Regions from separate parts of the Zea mays genome. Here region 1 is linked to region 2. A link is a contact called in public Hi-C data. All regions are on one chromosome and are shown on one strand. Each heading gives the region's core, a stretch centred on a gene start, on an enhancer-like site or on the middle of the called end of the contact. The rest is flanking DNA. Distances are from core to core; before and after follow the strand shown.

Region 1 (5,206 bases), core at 2,371-4,870, 290 kb before region 2:
ACCTTCTTCATCTCATGTTGGGTCCATTCTTCTTCAGCTTCATCAATAGCCTGGAGTAAATGCAAACAATCCCATTACAACTGAAAGCACAAGAGAGCATTCTCAGCTATCAAAGTGGAGTTAGACAGCTGACCTTTTTGAAGTACATTGGGGCATTGCTTGACACTTCACAAGGGACAGGGATGCACTCAATCATGCAGTGTCTCCGTTGTCTGGCCAGGCTTATGACAGTCTCCATAAACAACACATCCTTGTCCTGCTGTGCAAACATCTTCAGCAGACACTTCTTGAAGTTGCGGATCTCCCCCCAAACATTCTGATCAACTGTTCTCGTTCCAGATTCATGCTACAACCATTATCAAAATCATTAATAATGAGAAACTGATTGTCTATTCGTAAATTAAAGGACAGAATGTTTTTTTAAAAGTCTATTCAAAAGCACAAATAAGTAGTAGCTGGTTGGTTCTTAAGAAAGCATAATTTCGTGCAAATGCAACAGGGCCAGAAAAACTGTTACCTGTAATGGGAGAATAATACAGTGCCCAGGAACAACAGGCTCAAACTGTGGCAGCATCAAGTAGCTGAAGTTTCCAATAGCAACAACCAGATGTTTTGGCCTGGATGGGTTCTCAAAGCAATACATACAACGCTCCTTCTGAGTCAACATACGTCTATCAGTGCTTTTCCTCTCGTCACGTGCTTCTTTATTCTTTCTTTTGTCCTTTTTAGTGGGAGCATCACCAAAATCATATTCATCTTCTATACTTTTGGACATGTTATACTGCTTGTTGTGCATAATTTTATTAGCCAAATGAAGGTCCGCATCATCTTCTCTTCTCCTGTGATCAGCTGCAGTAGGCTTCAATGTAGGCCTGCAGATGAAAAAAGAACTCTTCAACAGGCAGATAGAGTATTAGGATAGAAGTGCTAAAATAACAATGAAACCAGAACTTCTTTTCCATAGTACTCCAGGAAATCATTTATTCCTACAATACTTCCCCCACAAAATGACAAGTGCATACTTTACTTTGTTTTCAGATATCATTCTTTACCATGGCTGGACATAGTTACCTGATTGAGCTTCTTTCTTTTCCATGACCAGGCTTCTCATGGGCAGTATCCTGATTCTCCAGCAAAGCTTCCATTTCTCTCTGATAAAGTACAACGAGCAGCTCAGCCATAGTGCCAGGCAAATAAAAAATCTCAACCTCTCCCTATTTTTATAGATAACAAAACATTTATCCCAGTTTCCTAAATCATGAGATGTGGGCAAATATATGCTTAGTTCAAATATATGGTGCAATCTGTTAGGAAAATAAAGACCCAGTATGACCAATGCAATCCATATTTTGAACCTTAGTTACGTGCAGTTTTTCAGAATATATGCAAGTTTAGGACTCAGATGATGGTGGAAACACAAAACTAGCATATCTACGATGTTAAATCAAACACATATCTGTTAAGGGTACTCTGCATATTCCCATTATTGCATTATAAAATAAATTGATATCTAATGATTCATAGATTCAGTCAAAAAAGTGACAGCGTTGCCACAAGAAAAATAATTGAAAGACTCACCGAAAGTTGTTCAGCTTCTTGATGCTTGCCTTTCATTCGGAGCTGCAGAATCTTTGCAGCCATCTGGTTTGCATTTAGTTTCTGAGTGCTCACTAATTGTACTTTGTTTGAACTCTCCTTAGGGGTTTTCTGCCCATTGTCCCTCTGCTCATCAGCACTAGCACTAGCAGTGGAAACATTTGTGTTCTTGCTCTCAACATTGCTAATCTTTTCCATAAAGCTTCCATCATCAGAAAACTTATTTAAGCTTGCTACCGCTGATGAGATAAGTGCCTGATCTTCAGAAGATATATTCTGTCTTCTCTTTTTCCATGGGACAGAATCAGGTTTTGGTTTTCTCATGGCATGGTGCTGAGAAGAAACATCCCGTAGATATTCACGTCTGCCACTGCTACCATCCAGCTGACCCTCTGGATTTCTTTTAACACGTTCTTCTGAGTTGTCAGCATTACCAGATTTTCTGCCTCTAATGGCATGCAAATGAGCATGTGAATGGGCAGCTCTTGATGCTGATACTGAAACAGCTAAGTCGCCTAATGAGCTCCATCTCTCTTCAACAACCTATAGAAATTGAATAGTCACAAAATTTAATGAGAAATAAAAAAATGAATTGGTTACTGAGAATAATTGCATACCTCCTCAAGTTTTCTTCCTTCGCGAGCAGCTTGCTCCTTTGCACGCTTCAAAGCTTTAAGTCTCCAGCTGGCACCTCCATCACCCACAACAGAGGATGCAAGCAACTGACTGCCAGCATTTGATGGGGTTGATTCTTCTGGGTATCCGGTTCCATTATCTTTAAGGTATGGGTTAAGTTCCTTTGGGTTCGGTCTCATAATCTATCAACAGTCAAGCAAAAGGCGGATTACTACAGCTTATCGACAAAAACAGTCAGGGCAATCACATGCAAGATGGTGCATTGTCATTACCTCTTCATGTGCAGATTCATCCTTCTCGACATTATCAACCTTACGAACACCGGTGCCCTCAGTTTGGCTGCTGCTTGCTGGCTTGAGCATCCATTCAAGCCCCATCTCCCTCCTGACCACCTCACTTGCCCTAAGCCCATCACCTTCAGTCTCTTCCTCCTCATCCTCGTCATCACGTCTCTGCTTCCCCCTGCGAGAGGCTGTAACAAATGGCAATACCTCATATGATCAGATAAAGATATCCAAGCTTATCAAAATTACAACAGAAGAACAAATGCTGACCAAATTTTGTACTAGTTTATTTACCTCTTCCCCGGTCAGATTCGCCGGATTCGGAATCATCGTCGTCAGAGAAGTTGCGTCGCCGCCTCCTGTCCTTCCCGCGACGCTTGCTCCGACTGACATCATCCTCCTCTTCCTCTCCGATTGAATCGTCGGTGTCTGACCCCAAAGAATCTTCCGACGAGTACCTCTTGCTCCGCCTCCGCTGCCGCCGGCTGCTTCGTCTCTTCTTCTCTTTCTTGTCCCGCCCTCTTTTACTGTGCTTCCACGGCCTCTTGCCGTCGGAGGAGTCGGAATCGGAGCCCTGGTCACCCCTACGCTTCTGATCAGACTGGATCTGGTCTCGCGGAACCAGCTTCACGCCAGACAGCATGTCGTCGAACCGAACCGTGCCTCCGAGGGTTTCGTTGGACTGAGAGAAAGGATCGTAGGAGAAAGAGAGAGAAGGGCAGGCCAGATTCGACCTCCTCAGAGATAGGGTAGGGTCAGACCGTCAGATACAAGAGCGAGGCGGAACGGCTGTAGGCTTGAGACAGCTCCTGAGGCCTGAAGGGGTGTTGCCTGTGAGCCTGTCGGCTGTCGCTGGGACCTGGGCCCTGCGGAAGTGCCGTGCCAAAGTGCCGCTGAGGGGAGCCGGCCGAGGAGCTGCCGCTCCGGGCGGCGCCGCGGCGAGGCGCCGGCGCCTGCAGGCCCGGTCGCCCGGAGACGGCGAGGGGCGAGCAGGAGGAAGCTGCTGGGAGAGGGCGCGAGGCCGAGGCAGAGGAGCGGAGCCGCGGAGGTGGCTGGGCGAGGCGGCGCTGGCCGGAGCACGTAGAAAGCTGGGCGTTGGCGAACTGTCGAACCCTTTACCAACGAGAAATTCCCCGTCGGGTTTTAGCTCCCCATCCCGTCCCCGTGACGAAAAAATTTCCTCGCGGGATCCCACGAACGTTTGCGGGAGACATTTCTTCCCCATCCCCATTACCCACGGAGATAAATCCCCATCGGGATCCCCGTACCCGCTTAAATTATAATTAGATCGTACTTCATTTGTTATTAATATAAAACATTGTCACTTATACACATTGTTAGATGTAAAAATTATTATGTGTATATTAAAATGAATGCATTTGTACAACTATTGATCTCTTGTCAAGATAATTTTTTATTTCTATTATTAACTATTATATAAAAACATCGTCATATGTAAGTTTAACGGGTCCCCGCGGGGAGGAATGCTTCCCCATCCCGTCCCCGTTTACCCGTCGGGGGAGAAATTTTCCCCATTTACATCCCCGTGGGGGAAGAAATTTCCTCATCCCCATCCCCTAAGGGCTTGTTCGGTTAGCTCTCAATCCATGTGGATTGAGTGGTATTGGATGGGTTTGAATCCCAAACAAGTTAAACTCCTTCTTAATTTTTTTTCAATCCCATTCAATCTATGTGTATTGGGAATAACTGAACAAGGCCTAATAGAGGAATTCCCCGCGGGGAATCGGGGATCGGGTCCCCATTGCCATCTCTAGTCGAACCTAGGGCATGTTGTTCAGCTTTTTTCTTTTTCTGACCATCTTTTCTAAAAATATATCTGTGAGGAGAATCTGGCTGTGGGAAGAATCTAAGTATCATTACGATTACGTGTGGAGGAAGATAAAATTATTCATAGGGCTCAGGATCTAGAAAGTGACAGATTCCTACTGTTACAACGACTCAACTGATTATGTGAAAGCTGAGCGTTTGGCAGTCCGCAGCAGCTTTTGATGGCCAGAAGCTGCCAGAAGCCAAAACAAACAGGGCCCTAGAGACGTCAACGGGGGACCGATACCACACAGAGGACATATCTGGTGCACATGGTGCACATATTAAATCATCACAACTCATTTTAGATCTAATATTTCTAGTTGATCATTCAATTTACAAATAACACCTTCCACCACTACACACCACCACGTTGGAGGGTGTCCTCAGCAAAATATACCAAATAACTAGAGACGTTAGATCTAAAATGAGTGGTGATAATTTAATATGTGCACCATGTGCACCAATCTTCTATGTGCATCAGATATGTTCTCTACCAGATAACCTGTGGGGAATTTTCCTATTAGGCCTATTAGAAAAAATTAAGAAGAGGTTTGACTTGTTTAGGATTTAAACACACCTAATCTCACTTAATTCACATGGATTGAAAGCTAACCGAACAAGCCCTTAGAGTATGGTTATAGAATAAAAATTGTCTACATGGGTATAGATATGGGACAAAATATTCACCCATTGAACGAGTATGGGTCTAGGAAGCAATAATCCAAACTCATGGTTATTTCATATGTGTATATCTGTCATGTTTGTATAAACTAGTCAGTTGCCCGTGCGTTGCGACGGCTTACAACAATACCCACGTAAACTATCCATCAAAAAAATTCAAGATTTTTTATTGATTGTCT
Region 2 (5,784 bases), core at 815-3,314:
GGAACTTGGCGGTGACGACGCGCCCCGAGCACTTGTCCGCGGGGAGGCTGGCGACCACCGCCTCGAGGAGCTCCTTCTGCTCCACCTCGGAGGACACGGGCGCGGACGCGAGGCGGCGCCGCATGGACCTCGACAGCCCCGGGATGGTGCCCCTGGCGTAGGACACGAGGCAGCTCTCCCTGGCCTCCGCCCTGACGTCGCCGCGCGCGGCCATGGCCGCCATCACCCGCTTGTACATGCGCAGGCCGAGCACGGCCAGGTCGTCGAACCAGGACCGCGACGCGGACGACGAGCGCGCGGCGATGGCCTCCACGCAGCGGGACACAATGCCGAGGTCCTCGGCGAGCGGCAGCAGCTCCTCGCAGGACTTGAGCGCCTTGGTGGCGTCGCCGGGGTGCCGCAGCACGGCCTGGTCCAGGTACGCCTCCGCGCGCGCCGCGAGGTTGTCCTCGGCGTGGTCCTCCGTCATCTCCAGGTACTCGGCCGCGCACCGCAGCGGCGCGACGTTCCAGGGGGTGAGGTCCACGCGGACGCCGTAGCAGAACTTGGCGGCCGCCTCGAACGTGCCCGGCCCGCCCGGGAAGTCGGGGAACGCAATGCAGTACGGCTGCCCGTCGCCCTCCCCCTCCGTCCTAACCTGCTGCTGCTCAGGCTCGGCTTCTTCCTCCTCGATCTCTGTTTCCGCAGCACCGTCATCGTCTCCGTCACTGCTCCTCACCTGTCTCCTCCGCTGCCGCCGTCCCCGCGTCGGACGCTGGTCCTCCTGCTCGCTGAGCATGCGGTGGATCTTGAGGCTCTTGGACATGAGCGGGAACTGCGCGGGAAACGCCTCAGCGGAATTTCATCGAGCAAGACGCAGCCCCCGACGACTAGAGCAGCCCAAGAACTCACCTTGTGGAGGTGGAAGGTCATGTCGTGCACCTCGAAGACGACGTCGCTGGGCAGGCCCGTGGTGCAGAACCTGGCGCGAGATACGGAACGCATCGTCAACACGACGGACACGCGAGGGGAAAGCAACGGAATCCTGCATGGAATCGAAACACCGGCCGCAATTCAAATAGTACAGCCAGCGGCGCTCACTACTTAACTCACCATGCCTGGCCCCTCGACGAGCCGTGCCGGACCGACGACGACATGGCCGCTGCCCTGGCCGCTACGCTGAGTCAAGCCACGACTACGATCCGGAAGGAGGAGAGGAAGGATGGCATCTACAACATCAACTTCCCTCGCTCGCTCCGTCGCTCGTAGCCGTATGGATGTATGATTGGGTTGGGGCGGGCCGGTAGGTGTGGCAATTCAGGGCGCCTACCTGGCCAATTAAATTGGCATCAGAATCCCACTTCCCAGGCCAGTGTCAGCAGAAGAGGAAGTTATTGCTGTGGGGATAAACAAGGAAGGACAGGACAGCCGATGTATGGAAAGCTACGTCTCGTTGCTGCTGCTCGTGGTTTGGTTAAAAATCTTTCGGTCATCAACCGGCTGCCGGCTTGCCGCCGCTCATCTACTGCCGTTTTTCTTCTTCTTCTTCGTCTTTCGTGCGTGTTCTCTTGGCTGTGGCTGGGGACCGGCGCGGGCGCGGCGGTGGAGGGGTGGGCGATGAGGTGCGTGCGTGTGACCTAACCACTCCACGTCAAGCAAGCATGAGAGGGAACGCTTGGAAACTTGTTGGGCGGGCGGGTAGACCTCACCTACGCCTGCCTGCCTGCTTGCGTCGGTCTACGGCTATGGATTTGGACAGCCGGGAAAAGGGAATGAAATTATAGCAGCAAAAGGCGGTCTCTTTCTTGCGTCGACAGTCGACACCCAACAGCAAAACCTTTGTGAAAAAGATATGTGGATTGGATGCCCTCGGAAACAATTTCAGGCGGCGAACCGCGTAGTACGGCGCAGCCGAGAAATGAACAATCGATCTGCACTACTGCGCTCCATGTTTTGGTTTCAGTTCCCTACTAGTATACTTTTTTTTGTGTGTGTGTGTATGAATGTTGTTGGGTTGCCACTGCCGCCTGTCGAGTACTCTTAACTGTAAAGCAAACTGGTACTAATAATAATACAGTAATGTTTCGAGCAGTACGCGCTACGCCATGTACGTAGATTTGTTTTTTTTAACCAGAATTCTTGCTCCTTTTTTTTCCCTTTATTCTTTGGCGCTGCTTTTAGGTGTGCGCTTTGCCGCTGGCCATTTCGTTTTCGCACCGTTCCCTTTTCTCTCTCCCCTTTCCCGCGGTCGTTTTCCTTTTCCAGGCAGCCCGACGCGGCCGGCCACGAGCGACACGGGTGCGCCAGGATAAACAGAGCTAACGATTAAACGAACGACGACCACCAACTCACACTTACTGACAAATGACAATTCATATACTTGCACCCTGGTGCAGAGTGAAACCATTCCCTTTTCCCGCCGGCTAAATACTAACTGAGTAGCTGTGCAAGTGAATTTTCGCATCAGTTCATATAAATTTACTAAAAAAATTCGAATACATGTCCAAGTCGTACAGATCATGGCCCAGGAGAAGCCAGCCAGAGCTGGTTTGGTAAAAGGGAATGTGATCATATATATGAAAATATACATATAAATCTGTGAACAGTTTTGACAACTATAATGAAAATAAAAATTACTGAGCATATAAACTGGAATAAACATATGTGGAATCAAGTGTCATAAACTGGCGTAAGATTATTGAGCTGACATTACTGATCCGAATCAAGTGTCATAAATCAGCTTGCAAACTGACATAAATGTATGTGGAATTTATCATAAGCAATTAACAGATATGGATACATGTACATCTACTTAGCATACATGTATGTGCAAATATGCATAACACTGCTTTGTGTAATGCATAAACTAGTCAGACTGTGAAGCATGACTGTATGAAATCTGTGAACAGTTTCGACAACTATAATGAAAATAGAAATTACTGAGCTGACATGTTCAGATGGAGTCTGATCAAAGCATGGACGACTGTCGGGGAGATCTGTTTCTGCCGCTTGTTGGACGCCGCCAGTAGACTAACAATTATGGTATAAATGGATTAGAAGTTTAGTAAACTACTAATAATAATATAGAAAAAACAACGAGGCGGTGTACTCATACCTTTATTTGCGGCGTCGCATCAAATATCGGTCGGAAGATTCCGTATGTGGTGTTGCTTTAGGAGTGACGTTTGTGTTGGTCGGCATGTTCTGGCCACCGTCACCATGTTTACCCTGAAAAAATTGTAATGGTTATATGCTATTTAAAGAAAACGATGAATACAACCCTTCAATGAAAAATACAAGTAATAAGAAAAACATTATCACTGGGGTTGTAGGTGTTTTGTTCTGTTTCGTTATATTTGTATGAACCAGTGGATCAATATCAGCTTCACCGGGGCAACTTTCTAATAGTACACGAATATGTTGTTGCCTTAACAGTAATTCATGTACCTGTGTGTCTGTAAACTGCGTATCCTGCTGGGATGCTGGCGTAGACATATCAGGTACAATTGGGGGGGGGGGGGCGGACACGTACATCCTTTTTATGTATCATGTAAACAAAAAAACATTGTTTAAAATAATGGCATCAAAACGATATCGACAAATGATTGCATAACTTTTTTATATTGACGTAAAGACCATAAAACTGACTAACCTGCCGTATGGGGAAGAATATCATCTGATTTTGTAGTTGTTTTCTGCACATCATAACCATCTTCATTGTCCCTCGACTCAGCGCGGAGGACCTCATCAATTAACTCGCCAAAAACGTAAGTTAGATTGTATTGTTTCTCAACAATCTGCTGAAGAGTCTGTTTAATAACTAAACACGCCTTACCAACCTTCGTATCAAAATGTGACAACTTCTCTATGAAACACAGGCGGTGGCGGGATGGAAGCTGATTCAGCTTGCTTGATATCAAATCCCTGATGAGCGGGAGTTCGATGTGAATTGTGTGTTGTCCAGGTGGGTCAGGACGAGGTACATCAAAAGTGTTTGTCCTGGTCTTATGCTGTTGTAAATTGAAAAATATTAAGTAAATATATAGCGTATCACTGAATATTATGTTGAAATTCTATGACAAAAAGTATATAAATAGAATCTTGCCTTAAATTGTGCTTCAACAGGTGGTACAGCTGTGTAGCAGGTCTCTGTGGTGCTTCAGAACTAAAAAAAGGCGTGAAAGATGGAGTAAAACTTATACACACATATTAAATTGATAAATGTGATTCATATGTTTAATGTACAATGCACAAAAAGCATCATAAATATGCTTACAAACTGGCATAAAGGTATGTGAAAGTTATCATATGCATATAAAAAATGATAGACACATAAAAAAATACCGAACAATGTCCAAATGGTTCTTCTCCTTTGCGTATCTTGCCCTTGTCAGCTCTTGTCAGTGCTTGAATAATATTCCTATCAAAATATTTGATGCGTGGTGTTCCACGTTTATTCTGAGGTGCCGCTGAGTCATGAAGATGATCCAAATAATACAGCTACAAAAATCATAACATGAGTCATTGTGAGACATAACAAAGCATAATCTACGTGTATATGGATTTTGCATACAAGAATATGGCTACATATAACAGACAAAAAAGGATATGCTTACAAGAATGACGATGGAACATCCGTAAATGGTTGTAGAAACGTTCGTAACGCTCCTAGTATGTCACTTCTTGGCAGCTTGGCATAAATCATTGAAAATAAGCTGGCACCAGTCCATCTGGTGGAAACGATCCATCTCCTCAGTTAAAAGAACCACATGGTTGGTTATTCCCCAGCTGGCAGTAGGGAACAACAACCTATTGAACAGTATCAGGAAAAAGGATCTGATGCTTAGATCATCGTCAGACCCTTTTCTCAGACGATCTTGAAGAGCTGCAACCCCAAAATCTTCTTTCGATAAACCAAGTTCAGCCCTTAAATTGTTGGCAGCAACAGCTTCATCGATGCCCAATGTCGTTCCTCCACTAGCATTTGGTAACCCCAAAATAAGGTGCACCGTATCCTTTGTAATTTTGAGCTCCTTCCCTGGGCCGGCTCGAATTGTCATGTCATTATGGTCAAGCTTTTCCATCAGCCAAGCTAGATGTGATCTACTGCCGAGTGCGTCAAGTCTCATATCAAGAATACTGGAAAATCCTCTCCGTGCAATAGCTTGGCGTTGTCTATCATTTAATATCTGGATGCTTACTAATACGTCTTGGGGGTTGCATCTCACATTAAGCCTCTGCTGAAAAAATGTATACAATGAATATCATAAACATTTACATCTGCATAATCGCAACTCAATGTTTAACTCAAACCTCAACACAACATGATTTCATGCAGAAAATGATATATTGCCATAGACCATAAATTCTAACCTGTCGGGGGGGGGTCCACTACTTTCCTCCGCTTTGTAACTATCTTCTTCAAGACTTTTGGAGGACTGTCATCGAAGTTACGCTTCTTCGATAATGGCATAAAATCATCGTCCTCATCAGCAGCCTGCCTTGTTTCGTGTCTAACAGATTCCGCTGGAACACGGGGTATGTCAACACTAAAGCACTCTTGAGTAGACTGAATTATAATCCGTTTTAGATTAGATGGAGGTCGTTCTACGTTCTTCATGTATGATGTTCCTGCCAAATCAAACAACACATATACATAAAAACGTAAAGGAGCAATAAAAAGATAAGCACAAGTCAATTGAGTTCAGTTCATGACCATGCATTCCATTTGAAAGGGAAATAGGCTCAAACCTTTTCCTAAATGATTTTGGTGGTTGAATTACCCAACACAAATAATTGGACTAA

What was found. A called contact is a pair of places that touch in the nucleus more often than the background predicts.
Region 1: a contact with region 2 is called in a Hi-C map of ear, with 4 times the contacts expected there. The contact joins the promoter of LOC100384369 here to the promoter of LOC103643978 in region 2. A contact is called at or near these places in 3 of 25 Hi-C or Micro-C datasets (ear, leaf and tassel).

The regions. Positions count from the first base shown.
Region 1 is chr1:281,331,624-281,336,829 of Zm-B73-REFERENCE-NAM-5.0, reverse strand. LOC100384369 (CwfJ-like family protein) reads right to left here and starts at 3,620. Exons shown (of 8, transcript NM_001357634.1): 1 at 2,811-3,620; 2 at 2,505-2,704; 3 at 2,214-2,414; 4 at 1,579-2,139; 5 at 1,072-1,151; 6 at 518-872; 7 at 134-346; 8 at 1-50. The coding sequence starts at 3,159.
Region 2 is chr1:281,040,575-281,046,358 of Zm-B73-REFERENCE-NAM-5.0, reverse strand. LOC103643978 (BTB/POZ domain-containing protein At5g66560) reads right to left here and starts at 2,064. Exons shown (of 4, transcript XM_008667153.4): 1 at 1,093-2,064; 2 at 892-961; 3 at 1-814. The coding sequence starts at 1,136.